Regions from separate parts of the Mus musculus genome. Here regions 1 and 3 are each linked to region 2. A link is a contact called in public HiChIP or PLAC-seq data. All regions are on one chromosome and are shown on one strand. The core of a region is the stretch at or near the end of the contact, and the rest is flanking DNA. Distances in the headings are between cores, read along the strand shown.

Region 1 (4,638 bases), core at 69-2,568, 660 kb before region 2:
TTGTATTAGTAATAGTAGTTGAAAATGCACTTCTTCCATTAGGATCAAAATCTTTGTGGGTTACCTTTTTCAGCTTATGACAGCTATTAAAGCCAAGTACAGAAATAACCTGAACACTGAATCAGATATTTTAATAAGTGTTTCACAAAGAATTAGCTTTTAAAAAACTAATGAAACCTAGTCAATCAGAGTGCGTTCACTAAATATTTTCAGTAGGGTTAATGGATTTTTTTATACCATTACTACTTAAAATCTCGTTTATTTTAAATGTCTGTCTTTGCTATAATTTTTAGAATTTGTAGATGTTTTACAGTGCCACAAATAGCAGAATTCTAATAAATCTTACATAACTGTATAGAGAGCTTTTCTTGGGTGTGGGGTGTTCAATAGTAACAAGTTTGGCGAACCAATAGCATAGGTAAAGGAGTTGGCGCTGTGGATGCTGGGTACATGGCACAATGGAATTAACTCAGCAGGCTGTAAGAGGACTAGTTTGCCAAAAGTCTTCATGAAAGACGTCTCACTGGGTCTTCATAATGGAAGGAGTGCGGTGAAGGAAAATGACTAATAGGAGATTTGTTTGGTCAAACACATGGTATTTACCGTCTGGGGAGATTACAAAAAAAAACATATTCAAAAGGACAGCACAGGTTGAAGCGCACCACAGCTCTGCTCTCAAAAGGCTCCCTCAGACTTGGCCCTGTAGGAGGATGACAGCAAGCCACCCAGAAGGGTGCAGGGGAGCACCTCTAAGTGTAGTGACCCCTCTTTAAGGGGCTCCAGGGGCTAGCTGATGGGCACCGAGGTCCCTAAGGAGAGTGGGGCGGCCACGAAAACATGACAGACGAGGACCAGAGCCTTGAGGGCGAAAGCCAGAAAGGCGATTTCTCTACAAGGCGCGTTGTTTACCAGCTCGAGGCCAAAGGTTCCTCAAGTGGGGCTGCAGCGGGGTCGCTGGAGACCAGGAAAGAGTCTGGGGACTGCAGGGCTGAAAGGGGGGCTTTGAACTGGAGCTCGTTCGTGACGCAGGGGCCTCGTCCCTCCCTCGGCCGACAGAGGGAGCCGGAGGATGGGAGGACCGGCTTCCCCGTAGTGAAAAGCGCCTACACCGGCTCTCAACCAGCGTAGCGCGGCGTACCCCGGGGCTGAGCAAGAGGTGAGAAGATCCCGAGCTCACGACGGCCGCCTGCATACCCCAGGCGCCAGACGCCGGGCCGCGCGCCCACTGCGTTGAATTCTCGCGAGAGCGGCGGCCGCCATTTTTCCATTGATTGCCGCGGGCCGGGGGAGGGGCGGCGGCGGCGGCGGCAGCGGCGGCGGCAGCAGCGGCGACGGCGGCGGCGCCCTGGGTCGGTGTCTGCGCGCTGGTGTCTAAGGCCTGAGCGGAGGCCTCCTCAGTTGCTGGAGCGCAGGCGGCTGGGAGGATGACTGTCGCTGCCGTTCTCTCCTGAGACACAGCCGCCGCCACCTCCACCAGGCCCCCGCAGGCAGGGCGGAGACGAGCGGTCGGAGTCTGAGCGATGGTGCCCGGCGAGGAGAACCAACTGGTCCCGAAGGAGGTGAGGGGCCGGCGGGCCAGACTAGGCCCGAAGCCTGCGGTCCGCTCGAAGTCGTGCAGGCCCCGAGCGGGAGGCAAGGCTAGGGCCGGGCAGGCGTGGGGCCGGGTGGACGGTGGGCGCGGCGGGCAGTTGGAGACCGCTGGTTCCCGGGGCCACGTAGCCGAGGGAGAGCTCCGGCTGCGAGGGGCTAACGCATCAAAGACTGGACCCGAGGAGTTGGGTTCTGCTCCCGGGGGTGGGGGGGAGTATTGCGGAGAGAAAGTGGCCTTTGAAGTCCAGACTTCACACACGTCGAGCCGAGAGAGTTAAGAGAGATCGTTTCAAAGAAAACATTCTGGAACAGTTGCCCGTGGGCAGGACGGGGTGACGGTGCTGCTTCTGGGGTTTGACAGCGTATAGCTTACGGGGCTTGTGAAATCGACACCTAAGTTGAGATCTGTGGGAGGGCAGACTTAACTGTTAAAGAGTTGTCGGTCTCCCCACCCCCCTCCCCCCAGCCTCCATTCCCCCTCCTGTTACTTCGTAGTACTATCGGCCAGCCTAAATGGGGCCTACCCAGGATCGTTGAAAAAGTAGTTAAGTGGGGCTTGAACGGGAGGGTAAGAGATAGCCGAGTTAATTTCACCATATGGAGAGACGAAACGTTGTTTTTGTGTGTAATTTTGGTCTTTTTCTGGTGTTGCCAACTTGGGTGACTTAAATTCTTAAAAGCGAGTGACATAAGACTCCCGGACTTCTTGGCTTCCCTTGAACAGTCAGTAGTAGAAGATTAAAGGTAGAATCCTGCACTGGCCAGTGGATTTCGACATATTAATAGTCCGTTGGCTTTATAAATATCCTCAGCATATTCAAACATGTATTTTTAACTGCTGGTCGTCAGGCTTAATGCTTTGGACTTTTATATCTCATATACCTTAAATAGATGCCAAGTGTTAAGTTGAAATTAGGATGGTAGGATCTTGATATTTATACACGATCATTTCGGATTCCTAAATGTTTAGGTTTTGTTTGTTTGTTTTTTAATTGTAGCAATTTGTTGCTACACAGACAACCCCTGGCACAATGCAAAGTGACTTTATTTTGTACCTGAATAGTTAAAATTTCCCATCTTTCCTTAGATGGATAATAAGTTGATTTTTAGGGTTTTGTTTTGCCGTTTTGAGGTAGGATCTTACTATGTGGACTTTGAAGTACAGACTTGGCTGGCTTGGAACTCACTTGTAGATAAGCTGGCCTGGAAATTCTTAAGAGGTTTCCCTGTCTGTCTCCCCCGATGCTGGGATTAAAAGTGTGTGCTATCAAACTCAGTGGAGTGCCTGTTTGCTGTTTAAGGCTGAGTTGTGTGTGTGTCAGTATTTTATCTGTCAGACATCTCTAAGTCTCAGTACAGCAGATAAGCACGAACTAAAGATCTTGCCTCTGGAACAGTTTCAACAACTGAGAGTTAGGAAGTCGGGAATGTGAGTCCTCCTATGGTCCAGTCCGGCATTTTGAACTTTGTACTAAGTAACAAGGAAGGAAGGAATAGGTTTTACGAGAAAGCTAACCTTCATTTCCTTTGGTGCTGGTTTCCAATCTTAAGAAACAAAATTAACCCTTAATTTCCAACATTTAGAAAATAGAACAACAAGTACAACCCTGCATAATATTATATTAATGACTCGGTTTGTAGAAGTCCTGATAGAGATGTGCACATATCCTGCTTTGCACAAACTTACCTGTTGTTTTAAAAACTGATATTGCAATGCTAGTTTCACCTCCGGGACGATTGAACTCTCGATTATCTGAGGAGATCTCCCTTATCAGATGAACCTAACTTTTTTTTCCTTCTGGATGTTATGCTTTATTTCCTGTTCCTGGCTTTCAGTACTTTATCCACAGTTCCTGCTTCCTGGGATATACACCGAAGTGCTCTTGAAATGCAGACTTTTTCTTTACCTAGCCAGATAGTGGTTTTGTTTGTTTGTTTGTTTACTTGTCAGCCTCACTCATTCTTCATTCACAGGTTGCTTCTACTTCCATATTTGCTTCTGAGTTAACCAGGGCTGTATCCCAAAAGGAAGCTAGTGATCTCTTAAACCAAATATGTGGGCTTCTCCCCTTCTCTTCCTTTAGTTAGTTAGTAGCATTAGATACTTTAAAACATGGCCTTTCTCTTGTTTGTGTTTTTAGTAATGAGTTTTATTTTCTTTGTTATCAAATAGCATTTGAATTATACAGTGCTAAATCTGAGGGCAAATCGTGTAATTTAAACCACTTCACTTCTCACAGGAGTGAGAAGTACAGCTCTCAGGTTGAAAGTGACTTGTTCAAATTAAGGACTCACAGGTGGGGGTCTAGAGCTTGGGTCCTCCATCGGGTCTTTTCATCCTCTTACGTTCAGTCCATGTTACCTTGGAGCTCTAAGAATAGTTTCTATTTCTCCGGGTACTTGTTTAGTAAGTGACAATACAGTGCAGAATTAGAAGCTTACCTGTGCCTATTCCAGCTATATTAACAACCCGAGAGAGCTTTGTTTTGCTTCAGAGAAGGTCTGACCTTTATGGATGTGGCTTTCGATTCTATGTGTGAATTCATAGAGTTGTTAAGTAAGTTAAGATTATTTTGGTCCTAAAACTCCAGGACAAATGTCCCTTGGAGAACTGCTGTAGGCGGCATCTTAGTGTACAGATTAACTAATTGTTGCCCAGCTCCCAGCCTGTTTTGGTTTGAGTTAGGAGTGATTTTTAAATTGCTGGATTTAAAAAACTAAAAAAAGAATAGCTTTCTGTGATACATGAGCATGGTTGACATGGGAATTTCATTGTTAGGACACAGTTTTCAGTGGTGGCAGCAGTGTTGAGTGGCTGCTGTGTAGGCTGTGTGCAGCCTGGTATTCAAAGTGCAGTACACTTGCTTCTGGCCATAGCCTGCCCTTTCCTAGCTTATCTCTCTTCCCATGGAACAAGTTTTTAATGTAGACAAACAGGTTTCTCTCCAGCTTGCTTTATTGTGCTGTCCCTCTTTCCTACTTACTTCACCTGTTCAAATCCTCCGTACACAGTCCATAAACCCTCTTTGTCAAAGAGTCTGGAGCATT
Region 2 (4,592 bases), core at 1,970-4,469:
GTATCATTAGATAGTTTAAGGTTGCTACATCTCTGGGTCAGAGGACCCTTCAGGTCTTCCAGGTTCTGTGGAGTGCTGCATTGGGGACCCTGAGAAGCATGGCTAAGAGCACAGTCTTAAGTGGAACTGCCTGGGTTTACATCCTTCGTCTGTATTTACTAAGCACATAACCCAGGCCAAGTTATCTTACTTCTCTGGTCCTCAGCTTGTCTATCTATAAAATGATAAAAGTACTTAACTCAAGGCTGAGAGAGATGGCTCAGCAGTTAAGAGTGCTTACTGCTCTCAGTTTCCAGTGCCCAAATGATGCAGCTTGCAACTCTTTTAACTTCTACTCCAGAGGAATCTCCCTCCCTCCCTTTTCTGGCTTCTGTAGGTACTGTGCTCACATAAACACTCTCTCTCCATATACTCATAATTTTAAAATACACTTAAAAAACAGTGCCTACGTCATAGTGGGTCAGGCGAGGCGATGCAGGGGCAGCACTTAGAACATTGCCTGGTACAGTAGTGCTTTCTATTTCTTTCAGGAGTGAGACACACAAGCATCAACTATGAATCAGAAAGAGCCGGGCGGTGGTGGCGCACGCCTTTAATCCCAGCACTTGGGAGGCAGAGGCAGGCAGATTTCTGAGTTCAAGGCCAGCCTGGTCTACAGAGTGAGTTCCAGGACAGCCAGGGCTACACAGAAAAACCCTGTCTCGAAAAACCAAACAAAACAATGAAACAACAAAACAAACAGAAAGAATCTGGATTTTCTATCCCCTGCTTGTCCCTACATCTTGTTTCTCATCTGTATAAACTGGGATAAGAATTACTATGTACAGGTGCAGTGGGGATTAATTGAGACGGTAAATGCAAAATGCTAGAGGCTAAGAATGAATTCGACTCATGAAAACTGCTATCATTTTAGCAGGTGGCAGCTGCTGTTTCCATCCTCAGATGGGTTCAATTGCTGATAGCTGGAAACTCACAGGTCCTGACCAATGTTTTGACCAATAGGGAGATGAGGAGAACACAAGGTATGAGCTAGATGGGTAGAGAGATGATGCTGCATTTCCTATTTCTGAGCAGATCCTAGACAGAATAACCTTAGCTGAATGAGACCTAACCACTGTCTCATACAGGCGAGTCTCACCAGAAGCACACATAGGTTGTGAACTAACAGAACAAATACACATGGCATACCTGGACCACGTGGCTTCAGGGTCCTGGGCAGGAGACATCTAGTTAATCAGGTCCCCACCCCCCAGTCCCCCCCCCTTTTCTTTTTTTGTCTCCCTTCTCCTCTTCCAGAGAGGATCCAATTCTTTAGTTCAGGATTTCCTCAAACTCTCACCAATCCTCCTGCCTCAGCCTCCTGAATGCTGGGATTATATTGCTACTGTGTCCGGCTCCAGCTGAACAGGCTTCCTTGGAGAAAAGGTTTTTAGCATACATATCAAAGAATATGTGTTTTGATGGAAATAAGCTGTAGAACGTACAGGCCGAGGAGTTATAGCATATCATGATTAGCTTTGGAAGTTTGGCCAAGGATTCTTAGCTTAGTAGAAATGAGAGAACACCAAATTGTCAGGAGCAACTGGAGTCTGAAGGGTAACTGGCCTGTCATGGGCAAGATAAATACTGGTTTAGAAATGTACCCACTGGTAGGCTCGCCCTGCTACCAGACATAAAAATCTCTTATTTATTTATGTTTACAAATGTTTTACCTGCACGTGTACACCATGTTTGTGCCTGGTGCTCCTGGAACTGGAGTTACAGACTGTTGAAAGCGACCATGTGGGGAACCTGACAGGAGCCTGGTCCTCTGCAGAGCAGCAAGTGCTTTTAACTGCTTCTGGCGTTTTCTGCCCTCTGTCTTATTCGCTGGTGTTAATGGAAGGCTATCTGGAAAAGAGACATACACCTGCCAGAGTTTTAAAGGGAAAAATCGTCGTGTATTTTCTAATACTCTGCTCGGGTGTGTGAAGTTCTTACTGTCAACCTGTCACATTACTGCATAGTAACTGGAAATAATACACATTTGTACCTGATTGCGGTGGACATCTACACAGGTGAGAAATTATAGAATGTATAGAATTAAAAAAATACACAGTGATGTGTACAAGTTGATCTGGAAAATCTGCTCGAAAATTAATACCCTGGCTGGGATATAATTTTGGTTGACAGGCGTGGGGAAGAGCTGAGTGAAGCGAACAAAGAATGTCTCTGTATTACTTTTTACAACGGCATGGGAGTCTTCAATTCTCTTGACGTATAATTTTAAAAATGCATTAGAGAAAGATATTTCTGCCTTTAAAACGCACTGGTAATCGTTGTTTCCGATCAAACGCGCTCAGTGAGTCCCATTGGCTTTCCTGAGTTATGCACACTCCAGGAATCCTCGGGCACAAAACAGGCGCCATTAGTTTGTTCTGAAGCCAGAGCTGAAAGAAGGAAGTCCCGGTGCGGGAAGGGCCGGCTCCTTTCTGGGAAACTACGGACTGCTACCGGCCCAAACTGCCAGCATGTCTGTCCCAGCCTCCGTTAACTTTACCGGAGTTTCTCAAGTACTGAGGCGCCGTCCACTCCAAAAAGAGTTCAAACCTTTTATGATTGATTCTCACTTTCTCCATAAAGGGACGGCACAAAGCTGCTTTTTGCAGCCAGGCAAGACTTTATTTATTTTATTTAACCGGGTGCAGGATTTCTGTAGACTCAACTCGCAGCACGAGTGAGCTTCACTTCTAGAAAGACAGGGCAGGAGGCGGGCGAGGACTCCGTGACGCTCCAACCCGGAGTTCGCAAAGCCCAGAATTTGCGCGAGCACCCCGAACTTGGGTAAAGCGAAACGGCTAGAGGAGGAGTGGCGGGCTGGGGAAGCCGCCCACTCCGGCCTCAGTTTCCTGAAGAGCAACCTCCCTTCCAGCCTGGGAGCGTCGTTGCCTGTGCAAACCAGGAGGGGGTAAACTGAGGCACAGCAGGCGGAGGGCGCACACCCGGCATTCCTAGTATCCGGCCGCCCCGCCTCGGACCGCACAAAGCCCTGAGCCCCCGCCATCGCGCGCGGCTCGCTCCCCCGTGGGCGCCAAGTCCCGCCCCACGCGTCCCGCCCCACACCATGACGTCACCGCGGCGGCAGGCCCCGCCCCATCCAGGACCCGGCGGCATGACGTCACCGAGGCCCCACCCCTCCGGAGCGAGTTCGGTCCTGGCGTTCATTTCATTCCTGTCCTCATTCCGCACATTCTTCGCATCGCTCGCGCCGCGCCGCGCCGCCCGAGCCGAGCCGAGCCTCCGCGGCCCCGCCGCCCGCCGCGGGCGCCCCCCAGCACTTCGCACACTCGCTTCCAGCTCGCGGGGAGTCCGCGCGCCGGGGCCCGGGCCCGGGGCGGCCGCGGCGGGGCGCAGGCCATGCGCTGACCCCCCAGCGCGCAGCGTCGCCGGAGCGCGGGCAGCTGCCCCGGCGCGCCCTGCCCGTCCCGGGAGCCGGCGAGGCCGGGTTGGGGCTGCCCGGCGCGGGAGTACCGCAGGGAGTACCGGCTGGAGTAACGCGGGGGCGGCGGCCCAGCGCCCCGAAGTTTGCCGCGCCCGCTCGGGCTGCCGTGGTAAGTTGCGCGCGGGGCGGACTCGGGGGCGCGGGCTGTCTAGGCGTCACCGCGATCGGCGCTTTGTGTGCGGCTCCAAGAGGGGAGCGGCCCCGCCGCCCTGCAAGTTGGGCCGCAACCCTGCGCGGCAACAGGCGGCCCCGCTCGCCTTTCTGCGCGCCCCTCTCTCCAGCGTCCCTCTCCCGCGCACCTCGCTCCTTGCCTGGGAAGCGCCGAGTTTGGCGCGATCGCGGGTGGGAGAGCGTTCGGCGCGCAGCTTAGAGCCTGCAGCCCGGTGACTCCCCCGGCGCCCGGCCCCTTCGGGGTCCGCGCCGATCCGGGCTCCTCCTCCCGGGAGATGAAAGAGGGCTCTCTCGCTCTTGCCGCCTCTCCAGAGCTGCCGCCGCCGCCGCCGCCGCTCCAGTGCACATTCAAGTGGAAAATTTTCAGGAGTCAGCAGAAACATTGTGTCCAAAAAAGACTGAGTCGCACTTACCACCAAACCCGGGAGTAGACTCTCCCTGGAAAACTTCCCCTCGGTAGGAAATACTGGGGGATTTGTTTGTTTATTGGAGGAGATACGATCCCCAGGAGGACCCCAAAAAAAATCTGGGGACACTTTTAGCCTTTGTTCGCGAAAGCACCACTTGTTTTCAAAGTCTAGAGGCCCGTTTGAAAGAAAGTTCAACTTCTAGGAGTTTCCTTTTTCTTTTTTAATGCATTTTTTAAAATAATCAAAGCTACATTTTAAGAAGTGGGGCTCACACTTCACTTATCTTCTTCCCGTGAAAATAAAAGCCAGACTAATTTTCCTCGGTCTTAATCGTCTTCCTTTTTAAAGATTTATTTTAAGTTGAATGGTGTCACCCGTATAAAAATATTTATGAAACAATGAAATACCAGCCACCAGCGTTTCTCAGGAGGCTTGTTAAGTTCTTAGAAGCTGTCTGTGATTTACAGAAATGCAAATTGATCTCAGCGCTGGAAACTTACAGACAGATATTCCAGGAATCGGTAGTGTAG
Region 3 (4,367 bases), core at 268-2,767, 530 kb after region 2:
CATTTCAACCAAGGCTGTGTGCCTTGCAAAGGGCTGGACATGGGTCATGGCTTTATAAGCATTGAAATGCTGCCTTGTGTCCCAGGAACCTGCCTGTCTAGAATTCATTCTATAGTCACACGAGCTGGTCCACTTCACATAAGTGAGTCGAGTGTTTTGATCCCATTTGTTCATGGATCCAGCCCACATTTGCAGAGTACTTTCTGGGTGTCAGCCCTATCCCCAACACCCCACCCAGGCCCCTCCAGCACATGCTAAAGGGGAGGGAGCACACATGGTTCAAAAAGGACGAAGTGGCCTTGCTATCAGGAAGTTTAACATTTAGAAGGTTTGCCAGTTGTTTGAAGGTAGAAACAAGACAACTTCTTTCCCTCTCCCCCTCTCTCTCTATTTCTCCCTCCCTCCTCTTCCTCCCCTCTCTCTGTCTCTTTCTTTAAAAATAAATAAATAAATCTCTGAGCAGGTGGTGCCTCGGGAGGCAAAAGCAGGCGGATCTCTGTGAATTGGATTCAAAGCCAGCTTGATGATCTACAGGAGTTCCAGGATAGCTAGGGCTACAACAGAACAACTAACCACCCAAACAAACAACTTTGCAACTTTTCTTTCTTTCCCGCTCCTTTGATACTTTTGCAAAGTACATTTGCTAGGGCCATGTCCATAACATGTAATAGAATCTTGCTCAGGTCTCACCCTGTGGCCCCGGCTAGCTCAGTACTCGCGATTATGCCCCTGCCTCAGCTTCTTGAGGGTTGGAATTACAGACTACGCCACCACCCCCGGGAGACTTCTCTTCCGATCGGGAATGACAGCTCCACTGGACGCTTGGAGGTCAAGAGAAAAAAAAAAAAAAAAAAAAAAAGAACGCGCGATCCGGTTAGTCGTCGGAAGGAAAAGTCTTCTAAATGCGCTAGCTATTAGCGCTGTGGTTCCGACTAGGACAAGCCAGGGGTTTCAGGAAGGTTCTGTCACTCTGTGTTCCTAAAATGTGGTTTCCTAGATGGAGCTGGAGAGGGATGGGCGAAGAGATGCGGCGTTTTCTCAGTGTTCTGCGAGCCAGGAAGGGGACGGAGGAGGAGGGAGAGCTGAGAGGCAGTCACTAGCCAGGGACGCGGCTGAGGAGCAGGGGACAACGGCGAGCTCGCAGAGTCCGCAACGCAGTGGCCTCAGCGAGCTTTAGACCTGAGGGGGAAAACCGAGGGCTGGGGCAAGAAATCCACAGAGCGTGCCAATTGGTCCACTCCTCGGGGCGTGTGCTTCTGTGCGCCAAATGATTGGTGAAGGGAAAGTAGCAGGTAAACCAGCCCTGCCGTCTTGCCATTGGTCAGAGGCTTTCCTATCGGTCACTCGATTGGCTAGCCTAACGCAGAGCAGAACGCGAATTGGTTTGGGTTGTCCGCCAAGACAACTCCGTTCGCTCTCTCTGATTGGCTAACGGGAAGAGGCAGGTATCCGGGCTGCGCGGCTCCTCCATTGGTGGGCGGGGAAGGGGGGTTGGGCACAGCGATTGGTGGGCGGGGGGCCGGGCCTGGGCCGGCGGGGAGCGGATTGGTCGGAAAGTAGGTTAGTGGTGCGACATTTAGGGAAGGCAGAAAGTAGGTCAGGGACGGAGGTGCCTGTTTACCCGCGCCGGACTTGCCGCCGCCGCCGCCGCGGGATCCGAGTGCGGGTGCGGGCGCGGGCGCTCGCAGCGAGCCACGGTGAGTGTCGGCATGGCTGCGGGCAGCAGCCGTCTCGGGGCGTCCCGTCGGGGGTCGCGAGTTCCCGGGCGGGCGCACCGCCCCCGCCCGCGGCGCAGCCGGGCCGCCGGGAGCCCTGCCCGACGTGCCCGCTGCCGGCCTTAAAGGGCCCGTGCGGCTCCCAGCCCCCACCTAGCCTCGGGGAGGCTGCGCCCCTTAAAGGCGCCGCTCCCGCGCACCCCCATCTTCCCCGCCTGGGCTGCACAGCGGGCGGGGGAGGACTGGGGGGACCCTGGGACGCTGTCAGCGGGTGCGCCCACCTTCCCCGCGCGGGCATCACCACCTGGCTCGGGAGGGGGCGGCCAGCGGCCTCTTAAAGAGACAGCAGTACCGGGTGGCAGCAATGACCCGAACCTGGGAAGAGCTCCGGGATACATCCCCGGGAGCTTCTGGATCCCCGAGGAGATGGCCGGGACGCGGGCAGAACGATGCTATGCGGCGCTTGCCTGGTCAACCCTTCTACACTTCTCCCTCGGGAGCCGGGTGGGGGCGGGGAGGGCGTCTCCGTCAAGTCGGGGAGTCCGTACTGGTACGTCCCTATGGCCTGTCTTGGGGCTGGCGCGGACCCCGGGAATCCCCTGGCTGGCTTGGACCAGGCCCACGGACAGCCGTCGGGCCTGCGCTGTCCGGTACCTGGGTGGTCCTGGAGGATGTGTCTTCCCCGTTGGGTCTGGGAGTAGGTACCCGATGGCGTGGGGACTGTGCCCTGTGCCCGGTAGGCGTCAGAGACCCAAGGAGTGCGCAGCAGAGGCTTCACTCCGATGCGGGTTTGACAGATAATCGGGGAAGAGGAAGGTTTCCACTGGAGATTACCCCAGTGTAGACAGCTTGGGGTGCTCGGGTTTGCAGGGAGAAGTCAAAGATAGAATTTTAGGCAGACTCGGGGCGCACATGGAAGCCATCCCCGGGGTCGCGTAGCGGGTTGTGTTCGGAAATGAGTGCGTTGGACACCGGTGTGTGTGTCTGTCAGAGTTGCGCTGGCCAAGCTGACATGATCGCCCCTTACCTGTTCGGGGTGCACCTTCTCCAGTCCTTTCCCTACATTTAGCCTAGTTTTGACCCTCTGACCCCTTGAGATCTGGCTCCTCTCCTGTCTTAAGTTGCTACTTTTAAAGTAAGAAATCATTAATCAAGTTTTCTCACCTAACTTCCAAAAATCAGAGACTGTAATCACGACCAATTACTTTTTGACAGTACCAGTATTGCCAAGATCTTCGTTGTGGGTTTTGTTTTTATGTCCAGGAAAACTGATCATTAAATGCTTTTTTTCCTACTGCTCTTGCTTGTCATTTTTCCTTTTCACATTTGCTGCTGTGCCCTCTTTCAATCTATTTTTACTTAACAACTATTATTTTTATTCTTAAGTTCCCATTGATACCAGGATCTGTCAATTTGGGTTGGTGGATTTTCTAATTAATGTACTAGTTGAATCATGAGCTTAAAATAATCATTGCTGCTCTTGAGCAGTTTTGAATAATCTCAGGCTCCCTGTGCTTGCAAGAAAGAGGGGAGGATGGTTCGCTGCTGTTAAATTTGATTCCCATACCAGTGAAGTTCCAATATATATATAGATATATTTTTAAATACAAAATGTAATCCTTAAGTTTATTCTTTGTTCCTGGGTTTATATTATTGCTAAGTCTTTTAAAATGGGTTGTTGAACATATTTAGAAGGGTTAGAAATTTTCTAGGCAGATTTGAAATTGGGTGTATCAGCGGAAGCTGGATCTGTAGCAGCACTTTGGTTCTATCTTAGATGTTGCCAGTGAATAATGACGATGTTAAAACAGCAGTTAAATTTGTACTTTGTTCCAATCTCTGCTGCTTAAAATGGGAGAGGCTTTGATAAGGCGTAGAAGAGTGGTAACCTGGGAGTTAGGAGGCATGAAACTAGGTTCTAGCCCTGACTGGAACCAGGTGGCTTTGCTACGAAGAGCAAATTACTACACCTTTCTGGGTTATGTTCACCTCTGATGAAAAGTCAGACAGTTGATCTAAGGGATGTCAAAGATTTCTACCACTCTTAGGTTCTATATGCCTCCCAGTATTGAATAAATTTGAATCAGGATAGGCATCTACCTCCTGGAGCTGTCAGAACAATTGAGTGAAAGTCCTTTTTTCATGGGACAGTTAAGTAGATCAACAGATGGTGTTTAAAGGGATCCATTTCAAATGATTTATAATTGATGACGATTCACCCGTATCACTGCTATTTGTAGAAGAGGTTTACATGCCACGGGGCAGGAAAAGGAAGTGGCCGTGTTTTCAGATTTATTCCTTCACATCCCCAGTCTCACTGGGACTCATGTATGCATAAGCGCCACGGAAAGACCTGGCCATATTAATAGCTCTGCATATGAGCATGCAAAAATGAATGATTTTATCTGTGTGCATCGGACAGTCTGCTTTCTGTCTCTGAGCTTTCTTTCTTTCTATGATTCCATCATCGCCCCACTGTGGTAGGAGAATGTGAAGATGAAAGAGCTCCTGTCCCTGACAGCATGGCAGTTTCAGATGGTGGCTTCGGTGTGGTGCTATCTGATATAGGCGTTTGCAGGGAAAATAGAAAAGACAAAACCCTTTCTAGACTTTTGAGGTTAATCGGGGAGCTCAGGGACACAAGCATGCTCT

The links. HiChIP or PLAC-seq counts read pairs in DNA pulled down with a chosen protein or histone mark.
Region 1: an HNF4G HiChIP or PLAC-seq map of pancreatic cancer cells shows a contact between it and region 2. The contact joins the promoter of Usp47 here to the promoter of Tead1 in region 2. A contact is called at or near these places in 2 of 115 datasets of contacts at active chromatin or transcription factors (epiblast stem cells and pancreatic cancer cells).
Region 3: an H3K4me3 HiChIP or PLAC-seq map of embryonic stem cells shows a contact between it and region 2, with 10 read pairs. The contact joins the promoter of Arntl here to the promoter of Tead1 in region 2. A contact is called at or near these places in 2 of 484 Hi-C or Micro-C datasets (embryonic fibroblasts and embryonic stem cells) and 3 of 115 datasets of contacts at active chromatin or transcription factors (embryonic stem cells, extraembryonic endoderm stem cells and pancreatic cancer cells).

The regions. Positions count from the first base shown.
Region 1 is chr7:112,022,188-112,026,825 of GRCm38.p6, forward strand. It overlaps Usp47 (ubiquitin specific peptidase 47), which reads left to right and starts at 1,319. Exons shown (of 29, transcript NM_001357952.1): 1 at 1,319-1,559. The coding sequence starts at 1,521. It also overlaps Gm3960.
Region 2 is chr7:112,676,137-112,680,728 of GRCm38.p6, forward strand. It overlaps Tead1 (TEA domain family member 1), which reads left to right and starts at 3,220. Exons shown (of 13, transcript NM_009346.4): 1 at 3,220-3,590.
Region 3 is chr7:113,205,948-113,210,314 of GRCm38.p6, forward strand. Arntl (aryl hydrocarbon receptor nuclear translocator-like) reads left to right here and starts at 1,518. Exons shown (of 20, transcript NM_007489.4): 1 at 1,518-1,697.